Linked DNA regions of Zea mays: all the other regions are linked to region 3. A link is a contact called in public Hi-C data. All regions are on one chromosome and are shown on one strand. The core of a region is the stretch at or near the end of the contact, and the rest is flanking DNA. Distances in the headings are between cores, read along the strand shown.

Evidence for each region. A called contact is a pair of places that touch in the nucleus more often than the background predicts.
Region 1: a contact with region 3 is called in a Hi-C map of bundle sheath, with 2.8 times the contacts expected there. The contact joins the promoter of LOC109940870 here to the promoter of LOC103631943 in region 3. A contact is called at or near these places in 3 of 25 Hi-C or Micro-C datasets (bundle sheath, ear and leaf).
Region 2: a Hi-C map of leaf shows a contact between it and region 3, with 9 times the contacts expected there. The contact joins the promoter of LOC100192864 here to the promoter of LOC103631943 in region 3. A contact is called at or near these places in 17 of 25 Hi-C or Micro-C datasets (bundle sheath, ear, leaf and 4 more) and 2 of 3 datasets of contacts at active chromatin or transcription factors (leaf and seedling).

Annotation. Positions count from the first base shown.
Region 1 is chr7:5,643,329-5,647,685 of Zm-B73-REFERENCE-NAM-5.0, forward strand. It overlaps LOC109940870 (transcription factor PCF6), which reads left to right and starts at 1,776. Exons shown (of 2, transcript XM_020541215.2): 1 at 1,776-3,646. The coding sequence starts at 2,295. The coding sequence ends at 3,608.
Region 2 is chr7:5,312,308-5,316,825 of Zm-B73-REFERENCE-NAM-5.0, forward strand. LOC100192864 reads right to left here and starts at 2,808. Exons shown (of 14, transcript NM_001138053.1): 1 at 2,714-2,808; 2 at 2,545-2,607; 3 at 2,078-2,149; 4 at 1,873-1,980; 5 at 1,680-1,760; 6 at 1,465-1,518; 7 at 1,249-1,374; 8 at 1,059-1,148; 9 at 838-957; 10 at 630-746; 11 at 382-498; 12 at 220-276; 13 at 36-110. The coding sequence starts at 2,586.
Region 3 is chr7:5,500,435-5,505,384 of Zm-B73-REFERENCE-NAM-5.0, forward strand. LOC103631943 (TORTIFOLIA1-like protein 2) reads left to right here and starts at 2,669. Exons shown (of 7, transcript XR_002263637.1): 1 at 2,669-3,368; 2 at 3,803-3,997; 3 at 4,091-4,193; 4 at 4,777-4,831; 5 at 4,925-4,950.

The sequences.
Region 1 (4,357 bases), core at 526-3,025, 140 kb after region 3:
CACCGCACCTCGCACCAGGCCGCGGATCGTCCGGCCCCTGCGCGCGGACCGTCCGCCCCTGTGCAGAGGGCACCGCCACGGTTCTTCTTGAGTGTTTGGCGCTCCGAAAAGGCGTCAACATACTAGTCCCTCTATTTTGAGTTATAATATACACGTAATAGCTTTTATTATATATTTGAATATAAATTGTATCTCTAGACGTATTGTGAAAACAAACTGCTTCCTCCGTTCAAAACACATGATGTCGTTGTCTCTTTTTTTACAGAATTTTAATAAGTTGTCTTATTCAAAATATTTAACGTAGAATGTAAAAAAAATAAGTCAATTAATAAATAAAATCACAACAAAATAAATAATATCCTATCATTCTTTTAATAAGACAAATGATTAAAATTGCGAAAAAATTCAACGACGTCGTAGGAAAGATAATATCTTATAATTTGAAAAAGAATAGTATATTTTTAGGAACAGTCAGCCTACGTAGCCGCTGTTAGAGCATCTTCAATAATGTCTCAAATTGGTGCCTCAAATTAAAATATGATGCTATACACAGGAAAAACTACTCTAACAGTGTATCATTCATAAAATTTGGTCAAAAAATTATAGGACACCCTCTCAAGTGCCTCAAATATACTACACCGTAGTGTGCTGCCCTATAATCTAGATTTCAGGCTTTACTATTAGAGCGAGATATTTTGTTGGTGCCCTAAATTCTATAAAATATACTCAATTTTAAATTACTGAACATTTTTATAGGTCACGTTGTTGAAGATGCTCTTAGCAGTAGCATAGCACTGCTGGCTGGCTGCTGCACCATAATATGGAAACAAAATGGACAGTTTAAGAAGAATTTAGATTAATTCGAACGGGAGTCCTAATTTATTTTATTGCGAGATGTTTCCGGTTTCTTGTAATATCGAATAGATCTATATATCAGAGGCGGACGAACACGAGCCCCTACCAACCGGCCGTAAAAAATCGGAGGGGGGCAACCGGCCGTTTGAATTGAACATCGCGAAATTTGGAATAGGTTTGGTATGCCCCACAGCCTGCATTTGCTATCAGATACGCCCAAGCTTTTCGATCCGGTATAAATTAGGTATGTCATCCGTCCTGGTCCTGCTCCATTTTCTGACCTCTGATGAACGATGTCTCAAATCACGGCAGCTGCCGACAGGAATTAAAAACTGAGATTACTGTATCATGCATGCATATGCCATCTATAAAAATTAAAGCTTCCGTTTGACATGTGTACCATAATGCTTGTAAAGTAATAGCTGAATGTAGTTTTAATTTATATTTTTTTGTTTGTGCCACCGCCACATATATAGAACCAGGAACATTTTTTATGACTGTCCGGTGTTCTAAGTAGAGGCCGAGATAAGATTTTAAATAGAGCTCCCGTTTACATCCGCGTAGAGAAAAACTTCTCTAATCAGGTCATGAGAGGATCTATAGAAGAGGAATCATTTTACTTTTTAAAATTGAATAACAATAGAATTCTTTCTCGATAAATTCTCTCGTGATTCTTGACTACCAAATATTGAAAGAATTATCCGCGAAGAATCGACCGGGACCATTACCATCTCAGCCACATGCGCTGCGCCTCTCATGATGGCCCGGTGCGAATTGGCCACATCGCATCACATTTGCCGCCGCCGCCAGGCACGGCTGGACAGCGACGAACGCACATATCGCCGTCGGCCCGTGGTGGCGGCGGCGAGCAGAGGGCGTCTCGTGCCGCCGCCGTGCGCGTGCGGCGCTGTCCTGACACTGTCACTACGGTACTAGTACTAGTCAGCATCCGCTGCCCATTGCCCTCTAGCCTACACTACACTTGCAGTAGTAGCCTGCCTCGTGCCGCGCACCTGCTGCCAAGCAGCTGAGCTTCCCTTTTCCTCCGTCCCGTCACGCCTGATTGCCTCGTTTGTCAGTCATCACTAGCCGCCACCCACCACCACCACCGTTGCTGGCGGCAGTCACTCCAGTCAGCCCCTCCTCCCTCTACGCTCCCCAAAAATCGCGCCTCCCGAGTTCGTCCGCCCGATCAACCGCCGCCCTCGCCAGTCGCCACGCCAGATCTGACGACGACGGACCTCACCGCCGCGCCGATCGCTTGCTCTCGTCCCGTCCCGCACGCACCCTCATTCGCACACCCACCACCACTCCGATTACTTCGTACACGCCCTCCGAATTGCGCCCGTCCGGGTGGGAAGCCGACGCCGCGGGCGGCAATGCGGGGCGTGCCGGCCGGGGGGACGTGGTAGGGGTCCGCCGTCGCCGCCGCCGCCGCGATGGAGGTGGAGGCCGTGGGCTGCGTCGGCGCGGGGGGCAAGCGGGCCCGGGCGAAAGGCGCGGGCGCGGAGCCGGAGCCTAAGCGCCGCGCGGTGGCGATGGCCGTGCCGCCGCCCGCCGCCGCGCCGTGGGCGCAGCAGCACCCTGCCTCGCGGATCTACCGCGTCTCCCGGGGCTCCGGCGGCAAGGACCGCCACAGCAAGGTGTACACGGCCAAGGGCATCCGGGACCGCCGCGTCCGCCTCTCCGTCGCCACCGCCATCCAGTTCTACGACCTGCAGGACCGCCTCGGCTACGACCAGCCCAGCAAGGCCATCGAGTGGCTCATCAGGGCCGCCGCCGACGCCATCGACAAGCTCCCCTCGCTCGACACCGCCGCAGGCTTCCCCGCGCACCCGGCCTCCGCCAAGGACCACGCCCCGCCTGCTGGTGACAACGACGACCACCACCACCAGCAGCAGCTCACGAGGTCCGGATGCAGCAGCACGTCCGAGACCAGCAAGGGCTCCGTCCTCTCCCTCTCCCGCTCCGAGAGCCGGGTCAAGGCGCGGGACCGCGCCAGGGAGCGGAGCGCCGTTGCCAGGGACAAGGACAAGGACCCCGCCGCTGACTCCAGGCGCGCCGCGGCTACAAGCTCAGCGCAGGCGGCATCCTTCACCGAGCTGCTCACGGGGATGGCTGCGGCCAGCAGCGCCGCCCCCGCCGAACACAAGCACCACCAGCAGTCGTTGGTGTCCTGGCAGCCGCCGTCCGTCTCCGCCACCACCGACTACATCGGGTTCGCGCAGCCCCGGAAGGGCGGGGGACACGCGATGGCGCACACTTTTGCCTCCCCCGCTCCCCACCTCGGCAACATTGCGTCCATCGCCATGGCCCCGGCGCAGCACTACCACCACTTGGCCAGCGGTGCCGTCACTGTCGCCTCTGGCGGCGGCGAGCCGCACGCCGATATGACGCACTTCTCGTTCTTGCAGGACCACTTCATGCCCGTCCACGCGATGCCGGCGTCGGCTCCCGCCGGAGAATACAACCTCAACTTCTCCATGTCCTCGGGTCTTTTGGGTGTTAACAGTAGGGGGACCCTTCAGTCCAATTCGCAGCCGCACATCTCCGGCCACCACCACCACCACCACCAACAGCTCCAGAGGCTGTCTACTCCACTGGACGCTCCCAACATACCATTCATGTTCAGCTCGGCCGCGGCTGCCGCTGCGGCGGCCACCACGCCCACCACGGCCGAGGGCCAGTTCGCCGCGTTCCAGCTCTGGAACGGTTTCCAGCACGCAGACATGAAGGAGAAGGGCAAGAACTGACCGACACCTGCCCATCGCGGTGCAGTGCTATCTGGATGGTAAGCTCATGAACTCTCGACCTTTCTTTGCCTTTTGGATGCTTGTGTGTTGGGGCCTTAATTTAGGCTACGATGCCTGCCATTCGGCAATTTGATATGATTATCGCTCCCTTTTGGTGGAACTCGAGGTGCCTTGTGTCCCATAAAACTCTCGGCTGGTTCTTGGCAATTGACGAGTGTCAAGGATTTAGTGGGAGCATTTGGCCCAGCTTTACAAATGAGAACAGGTGTCATTTCACTACTCACTGCAGAGGGATCTGGTTTGGTGTTCTGCTCCATCCATTAGCTATTTCATGGGAGACAGGCCAATCACATGGTTTCTGTTTGTCCGGCACTGGATTTTTAATGCCTTAATTTGTAGTAAGCCCAGGCTACGTTGTAGTAGTATTGCATGAAAAGGCTCTGTTGCACTATGAATCTAAGATCGAATGCATAAACAGGAGACACACTATATAAATAAAAAATACCAACCTAGCATTGTCATATTGTCTAAACAAATCTCCAAATGGTATTTTGCTCGGTTCAGATACAGTCAGTGACATAGTTTAACGTTTGCTTTCCTATGTTTTCTTCTTTGTCAGCACATACTAAAAATTATAGCAACAGCTGTTCTCCAAAATAAACTTTATGATTGAAAATCTAAGCATTCAGATAGTAATCCTGTTATGGCGCTTCGTATTTTGGTTGTATTTCTCAGAACAAAGTTAAAAG
Region 2 (4,518 bases), core at 1,558-4,057, 190 kb before region 3:
AATAATGAAACTACAAGTTCAATCACCACATATACCTTGTGGAATTCAAGGGTGTCGCCGTTGGACTTGCGCAGCTCAACCATGTACAGGGAAGGCGTGACCTCGAAAACCTTCAGGCATCAGGTAGTTTTTTTCTTTCGTTTCAGTCTAAAGCACAGAGGCGCCAAGAACAGCACAACAGACCATGCAGGAAGTCTAGGCACAACCAGGAAGCTGTACCTCTGTTGCAATGGCCAGCTGACCTTTCCTTCCAGGGTTCTCCCCTTGCAGCTTCAGCTGATGATTCAGACAGTGCTTGTCAGGGCAAAAATGCTAAGATGGAATGGAACTATGAAAACAAGGTGCTGCATCCCTAATTCTGTGATCCTTAACTTCCACTACCTTATAGTTGCGCTTCTGAACGTTGAAGCCCATGGGTCCCGCTGCTGCTTCGATCTTCGACAGTATCTCATTTGCAGGAAGCCTTGACGCAAACCTTGTTTCTCGCTTAACAGAACCCTAGTAACACAGAGGCATTGCAGGGCATTCAGTTAGGCAAAGGTTATCGTGGTTGGTTGCAGTCTAGTGGATTTCATTTCTTTATCATCCGAAGTTCAGGGCCATCGGTTAACTTAAGGTCATGAACATACCGTTTGCTTCTCGAAGAGCGTCCCGAGATTGAGGCCCTGAGACGTAGAGATTAACTCGAAAGCGTTCATCACTGATGGTCTTTCTTCTCTCCTCTCAACAACAAGCTGTGCTGGCTCCTGCATTGAAAGCAACTTTTTTTTTAACTTGCCCATGCAATGAGTTGTGAGATAATACAGAAATATGAACTGTATGGTGCAAAAAGCTTACCCCGGATTCATCGAAGATGGAGTTCACGTCATCCAGATTAACATCTGCTGTTTCAAATCTGGGAGGCTGATACCCCTTCTTGAACCACTCGTTGTTAATGAGCTCTGCAATAGTTATTCTCTGCACAGGCCACAAAACGATGGCACACAGTTAGTATACCTACAGAGATGCTGAACAGAATGGATTAAAAATGATGGTTATGTACGAACAGCAGAACTCACATTGTTAGCATTAGGATCAAGTATCTTCTTGATGAGCTTCTTTGCGCTTGTGGAGAACCAGGACGGGCAACTGAAATCCGCTTTGAAGATCTGCATGAAAAATCAGACCAAGTGTCAAGCAACCATTAAGGGAAAAAAGAAGGAAAGCCTTGCGCTTCTTGAGCTCTTGTCATGGTAGAGACTGTCAAACCTTCTTGTAGAGCGACATCAGGTTCGAATCTTCAAATGGGAGGTACCCCGCCATGAGGACAAAGAGAATCACTCCACATGACCACAGATCAGCCTTAGCTCCATCATAGCCCTTATTGTTTATAACCTGTAGACGCAAGAGCACTGGACAATGAGAACAAGATACTTCACTGAGTGGGAATAAGAACGTAATTAAAAGCGTAGCCGTGGTCAGCACCTCGGGAGCAACATAGTTGGGAGTTCCACAGGTTGTGTGCAGCAGACCATCCTCCTGCACGTTAACAAAAGGGTATTGAAAAACCATCAGCTGATTAGAAAATGTTCCATTTGTTAGGTTCAGGCACAGACTGTTTCACGGCATTAGTATTTTTTTTATGCGCATGTTTATCCAAAAAAGAGAGGGGGGGGGGGGGGGGGGGGGAGTTTACTTACTCGGACTTGTTGAGATAGTGCGCTCAGTCCAAAATCCGAAACCTTGAGCGTGCCGCTAGCATCAAGCAGGAGATTTTCAGGCTGAAAGAAAGAAAGGGGAAAACACACACACACACAGAGAGATCAAACACAGTTTCCTGCTGAACCTGCACGCTTGTCCATATAAAACTGATTGGTAAGCAGTACTACTCACCTTGAGATCGCGGTGGTAGACGCCTCGGCTATGGCAGTAATCGACAGCGTTGATCAGCTGCTGGAAGTACTTCCTTGCGTCATCCTCTTTCAGCCTTCCACGCGAGGCCTAGTCCACAGGGCGGGCGCAAATTCATTCATCACATGCTAGGAGAGGAGCTGAGTGCAGTGATTCGGACAAGGGTGATAGAGGACATGACGCTCACGATTTTGTCGAAGAGTTCGCCACCGGTGACGAGCTCCATGACGATGTATATCTTTGTCTTGCTGGCCATCACCTTCACGATCACGAGAGGGGAGCACATAAATGGGCAGACAGACACGCACAGGAGTGGACAGGGACGCGAGAGAGGGGGACAAAAGGTAGAAGTCGTCGAGCAACAGACAATCAGTGGTACTTAGAAAGCGTAGTTCTCTCTTTTTGAAAAGATCGGCCAAAGGCATAGTTTGGTGTGGTCCAACGTTTATCATCAATCAGTTCGTTGCCGATTCAGAGAACTATATTTATCTCTTAATGGGAGGAAGAACAGATCATTCAGATTAGGGTCATTTTGTGTATAGTTTCAGGTTGCACAAGCCTGAAAAAAAACCCTTTTTTTTACTCTGCTCTCGTATATAGTTTCCATCTGTCCATCAGCTCGTACACAGGATTAATGCAGGGAAAAACGCATACCTCATACATCCGGATGACGTTGGGGTGCCTGATGAGCTTCATGGTCGAGATCTCTCGCTTGATCTGCAGAAAAAAACAACAACAGCGCGAGCGCGTCAAGAAAATCATCAACTGGCCTGGCCCGGACTGGGACGACAAGGCTGACCGTCCCAACCAAACAGCGACGCACACGTTCCAACGGAAGGCGGGCGAGACGACGACGAAACGAGACGCCCGTGGTCGCCCGTCTGCTACCGTCAAAGCTCGCCGCCGACCGTATTAACTCTTACCGGTGGTCCAGCGATGTGGCGCGTTCCCACTTAATTTTCAGACAACCGATTTGATTTTTCCGCACGGTGGCGGCTCTAGAAAAAAAGTTTTTTTTCCTTTTCTGAAAGAAGACAAATTCGGACGCAACGCGACTTGCTTAACAGCGAAGAGAAGTGCGCCCGTGTGTATGATGTGGAGTGACGGAAAGGAGCGTGGATTTAAGTTTCGCCGGACTTGCAGAGGTGTTTTCCGTCCGAAGATCCATAAAAATCAACAGGGGTGATGAAAAGCACGTGATGAACAGGAAAAAAGACGCGAGAGCGCACGTCGCCTGTTACAACTCATTGAACGAGTGATGGTCCATGAATGGAGGAGCAAACGCATGAGAGAGAGAGAGAGAGAGAGAGAGAGAGAGAGAGAGAGAGAGTTTGATTTTGTCCTGGCTCTAAATTCTAGTCTCTGATAAGAAAACAATAGAGAGTTTCTTCGTCCTGGCTCTAATTTTCTTGAGAGGAGAAAAGAAGGAACTGAATGGAACAGGAAACACGTAACGGAGCAGGAACAGAGGACGGGGGAGACCGAGACAGGGGATGGATGGGATGGGATGGGACGGCATGGCATGTCATGCTTTTTACCTGGGCGATCATCTTGTGCTTGAGGACCTTCTCCTTGTCGAGGATCTTGATGGCGACATTCTCTCCGGTCTCGACGTTCCTGGCGAACTTGACCTTGGCGAAGGTGCCTTCGCCGAGGGTCCGGCCGAGCTCGTACCGCCCCACGCGGGTCCGGCCCACGGATGCGCTCATCTTCCGGTCTGTCTGTCTGTCTTTCTCCCCGGGCTCCGGCCTGTGGAATCGGCGAAAAAGGCGGCGCCTTTGCGGGTCGGAAGAAGGCCTGCGCGGATTTTGTCTGCCGGTGCGCGTGGCGGCGGAGGGCCTAAGACCTCTTCTTGTCGCAGGGTCTCCACTGGACGAATATCTCCCGGTGCTCCTCGCCTTGCTGCCGCTGCCGCATCAGGCCTCGCTCTGCTCGCTCACTGGTGTGTCAGTGCGGCCGCTGCGCGCTGCGGCATGGGACGGGGTCGGCCGGAGAGGCAGGGGCGAGAGGGTAATGGTGGCGATGGTGGTGGTGGGTCGGGCTGGTAGCGGAGACGAGGAGGAGACGGGGGCTGGGTATCTATAGGCGAGGAGGAGGAGGAGGAGTCGGGTTGGCCGGTTGGGACTGGAGGATCGGGGAGAGGAAAGTGCGGTCGCGTCGCGTGACGAACGATGGTGGCGGGGCGGACCAGTCGACGAGACGGCAGGCGCGGCGTGTCTTGACGTGTGGCGCCTTCCGCGAGCCTTCTCCTCTGCTCGCCCCCTCATTTACCGCGACCTGGTGGCTAATGCTAATGGTATACTAGTAGGACTGCATTTTACTTATTTTATATTTATACAGAAAAGAGTCATGTGTGTAATTAGTTGCTGTTTAGGGTATGTACAAGTACAACTCATACAAATGACCAATATCATAAAGTATCTAAGCAGGTCTGGATCTGAGAAATTTGAGGCTCAGTGCCAAATCTAAAACACTGTAATCTATATTTTTTTTATTAAAAACAGTACAAACAATCTACAAGTTACAGTAATTTATATTATAATAGAATATCTAAAGAAACATATCTATTTTATCTGAATAACATCGTTCTTTTGGTGGATTTTAAAGAAAATTTTATACAATATGCTT
Region 3 (4,950 bases), core at 1,419-3,918:
GGTGCACAGGGCGACCAAAGCGCCAAGTGCTCTTGTCCTTCTACATCAACAGTCTCGTTAGATTTCTAGAAACTCTTCAAAACTATCAATGGTAAGAAAGTAATGTATGCAACTAAGCGCATCCATTGCTCTAAGCAACACTCTGCTCTCTCTAGTGGTGGCACTGGCCACCTCACCCGACATAGGGATAAATGTCCCATTAGGCGTGAAAAAACCCGCATGTCTCAGTCTCATATCTCTTTTAATACTGATGATAGTATGCGTAACTAGGAGTATTGTCCTATGGTTGCACATAATGAACTGGTTCGATTACTTGCTAGGCTGGAAGTTCCTAAGTATGGATGAAAGTGCTACATTTGAATACTACATTAGAACTACTCATAACCCTAATTTTGTACCTGTCTCTAGGAAAACCACTAGAGACATGGTTAAATACTTCACTAGTAAAAAGGTCAAGCTTGTTGAGAATCTTAGTTCTTCTGTTGTTAATTGTGTGTGTTGATTGTGTGTGTTTGACCTCTAACATTTGGTACGGTAATGCCAAAGAGGACTACCTTAGTGTTGTTGCCCATTACATAAACCCTGATTGGCAACTAGAGAAAAGGGTGCTTGGTCTTGTGCTTATTGATGTGTCACATGATGGACAAAACATTGTTGCTCGTGTTGTCGGTGTGCTTGCTGATTATGGCTTGACTAATAAGATGTTTGTTGTTACCTTAGAAAATGCATCATCAAATGTTTCTGCCATGAGGATGCTTAGACCTATACTGCCACCATATCTTGGTATTGAGAATGTTGATGGTGGTGATAAATCCTAAACCTCCATATCTATGTTCTTGCATCAGCGTTGCACATGCCTTATTACCAATCTAATAGTTAAAGAGACCCTTGATGCTCTTAAGTCTTTGATTGAAACATTTAGAACTGCAATACCTTTTTAAAACTCTACATATCAGATGTTTAAGCATTTGTTTCCTCATAGGGTCCCTTTCACTACTTTCATGCATGTGAACCATCCTAGTGCTGAAGGTGATTAATTTATTTTAATTGATGATCATTGTGTTGTTGCAGAAAAAGTACTTAAATTTCTTGAACTCTTTTATAATTCTACAGTTGCATTGTCTGGTGTTTAATGTCCTACTTCTCCACTTATGCTTCATTATATCTTGTTAGGATTGCTATACACCTAAAGAACTATGCTAATGACACTCTATGTCTCATACCAGTAGCGTGGAATGTAGGATGATATATGATCCGTTTAACTATTTTTTTTCAGAAGCGGCTGTTAGCCAAATAGTTTTTGTGATTTCCTCGCAATCTATATCTCATACAAGTTTTTTCACAATCTGCAGCTTACAAGAACTTTTTCTTAAAAAAACCATGACACAACCAAACACGATTTTATATACATGTATGATTCCGCAGATCGCTGAGGTTCAGGTGTCCAGATCGTGCGTCCAAGTGTCTCTGCAGCCAGCCAGAGAAACGTACGATCGGTAAACGATTGACATGATACGATACGGTATCCAGGTTAGTTGAAGATACTGCCGATGGATCAGGGATCGAATCATCATCCGTTGGAACTTGGTAGGATATGTATAACTAGCAATGTAACACATATAGCGGCATTCTGAATGCACGCACGCGCAGACTGTTTTCGGTGGATCGTGTAAAATAACAGACGCAAAACTATGTAGATGACACTGTCTGTAGAGTAGAGTTTAAAATAGGGGATAAGATAAAGGTTGAGATATGAGATCTAATGTAGATGGCCTAATTAAAGCCATGTTTGGATTTAATTTGTTCTAGCTAAATTTTAGCCAGGTAAAAGTATCATCTAGCTAAAGTTTAGCTAGTAGCTGGATGTTTGGTTCTCTTAACTACTAGCAGCTGGATGTCTAGTTCTCGAGGTAATTAGCAGTAAGAGACGACCTCAAGACGTTCCGTTCCCTAGACTAGATAATGGACTAGCTAATACAAGCTAAAGGATATAAACAAAAGGACATGAGTACTATTTTGATTTAGCGTGACCAGTGAAAATCATGATACATGGATCAGTTATCTCTAGCATTAGCTAGCTCTGTGTGGTCGAGAAGATAACAAAATCTAAGCTCTAGCTAAAGTTCATCTAATCTGTTAGTTGGTCTGTTTGGTTAAAAGATAGTTAAAGTTGCGCAAATAATGATTATATATCTATCTAGGTCGAGGTGAAGATCGATGTCCCTTGATGCATCACAAGCACACCCACTCTACTAATCTCTCATTCTTTTTTATTTATTATATTTTAATTTAAAAATGAACAAGCGGAGGATAAATATTTGAAAAGATACTCGCTTTGCATGCATCCGAGACGCAACAACGAGCTGCTGCGAGAGAGAGATACGGCTATGATCTGCACGAAAGCAATCCTGCGAATGATCATCAAAAGGCGATAGTCGTCGTTACACGTCCCCGTCGTACGTCGTTCTCGGCGGGCCGGGCTCCCACTCCGTGGATGCTTTGGCCTCGGCCTCTTGTTGAGCCCATGCATGCATGTTACTCGCGCGCGTCGCTCGCCACTTCCAGGAACGTGCAAGTCTCCTAACCCGATCGGCCGATCCTCCTCATCTGTGCAGATATATCGTCCCTACTACTCTATAAGTATTTATTGTAGGCGTCCACATGTGCGCCATGTTCTGCCTCTCGACGCCCATCTGCCCGCGCGCCCCGCTCGTGGGTGCCCCCGCTCATGTGGCAGCCGCCTTCGCGTCCACCACGAGATCCCCGCCCTTCCCATGGAACCCCGCTCTGCATCCCTCCCTGAGCTCTGTCGTGCCATCCCCGCCCTGCCCCCCTCGAAACCCCGTTCCTTCCGGCCCCGCCCTCGCCCTCCTCCTCCCACTCCGACGCACTCGAGAAGTCGTGAGCCAACGCCGCCGCTTCCACCTCCGAGTCCTTTGCGGCACTCAAGGCCCATTGTCCCCGCCTCCCCTTCCCGCGCCGCCTAGGTCTCGTTGGACAAGATGTCGATCCGGGGTCGACGAGCACTAGACCTTCTTCGGTTCTCTAGCGACCCTCCCCCACAACCACGGTCTCGCGCGAGCTTGGTCAGCTTCGTCAGCGAAGCTGGGCAGCAGGCGTGGGCAGTCGGGCGCGAGAGCTTGGTCGGCTTCGTCAGCGAAGCTGGGCAGCAGGCGTGGGCAGTCGGGATGGTCCAAGGACGCCAGCTCGCATCTGGCGGTTTCCGTCCGCAAAGGTAGCAGCAGACGTCGCCTTTGACCATCTGTGCCTCGATCCCGCAGATGCTTGTCCGTGCTGTTAAGCTTCTCAAGAACCTCCACTTCATGGCGAAGCCCGCTGCGATTGACTTGATAAGAAGCATTATTCAGGTTTGAACTCTTTCTTTTGTGTAAGCAATGTCAATCCACTAAAACCTCTTCATGTGTAAGCACAATTTCACATGTCTTCCATGTTATACAGATTACTTTGCATATTCATCTGACCTTGTAATATGTATCATGAGAAAGAAACATTCTTCTTTGTAATACTTGTTATTTAATTAATGGTTAGTCAGATTGGAAATACTGCAATCTTTCTACAAATTCGCATGCCTTTCTTGCTTCAAAAAAACTAAGGTTCATGCATTGCATTGCTAGATTGATCGGTCACTAATATATGGTGTAAATTCAACGGCACCTCTTAATGTCTTTCATGACGTACAGTAACAATCTTCATCTTCAGTTCGATTTCATAGCTTGTAACTACCAATCTACCATAGGATCTTACATTGTGTTAGTCTACTTATGCACCCCCTATTTTTCAGGCTGAAGGTGCTTCCACAGAGCAGGCATTATCATCAGCTCTAACAAGTATTATGGATGCGCTGAACAGTACTGACTGGAATACAAGGAAGGCTGTCTCACTAGCTCTTTCAAGTATTGCGATCAGTTCTGGGTATTTGGTTACCTCTTTCAGAAATTCCTGCCTTCGCTCCCTTGAGTGTAGTAAATTTGACAAGGTATTGTATCTCTTCACTCCCTTGCACCTGTGGAATTTTATGTTGTAACATATTTCCTTTTATGTTTTATTGACTTAATGCCTCCTATGATAGGTAAAACCGGTACGTGACACCATTATATACATGCAATTCAGCTGTGAAAAGCTATTCCAGGGTCTCATACTCCTGAACCATGAAGCTGGATCATCAACAAAAGGTACAAAATATGTCCATGTAATTTACATTTAACATTTGATATTAAGAAAAACAGACAAAACACTGTTTGTTTTCTTGATTTATTTCAAAATCCATTAATCTATATTTTATAAAAAGTTAACATGCATATATCTTTCTTGTTTTTCTTTAAAAAAATATTACCAAAATAAATAGGGTAAGCTAATCAGAACTCACATGATGTTTGTATATATATAAGCAACACTCTTCTCATTTGCCATCTCTTCCAAGATTATGCATCTTAATTCAGAGGTAATCAACTAAAAGAATCAAATATGAGAGGGTCCTTAGTACCCCTTAATTATTTACACATATTTAACTACAAAAGTATTTGAGTTGCTGATGAGGCAGCAATGTTATTGCTTTTAGTTTTTTTTCGTGGATCATGGCTAATATTACACATTCCATGGATTCCAAACTTTTCTTTGAGTTCTATTATTCAAAAAATGTGAGTTTAAATGGCTATAAAGAATACCACAATACCATGTTAATACCTTATGCTTTGTGATTAACGTGTAATGCTGCTAGCTAATGAGATCCTTCTACTGTTTCTCTGTTATTAATAGATAATGAAGTCAAGATTTGTTGCGAGAACCAAAAAATTACGCTAATGGTTATGAGGTAATTTCATGTGATTCTAAACTGAATGGTTATACCCTCTCTTCTTTTGATTTGGCCACTGATATACTGAAATAGCCACTAATATACTGACAGAACAAATCCCTAAAAGGTTCCATACG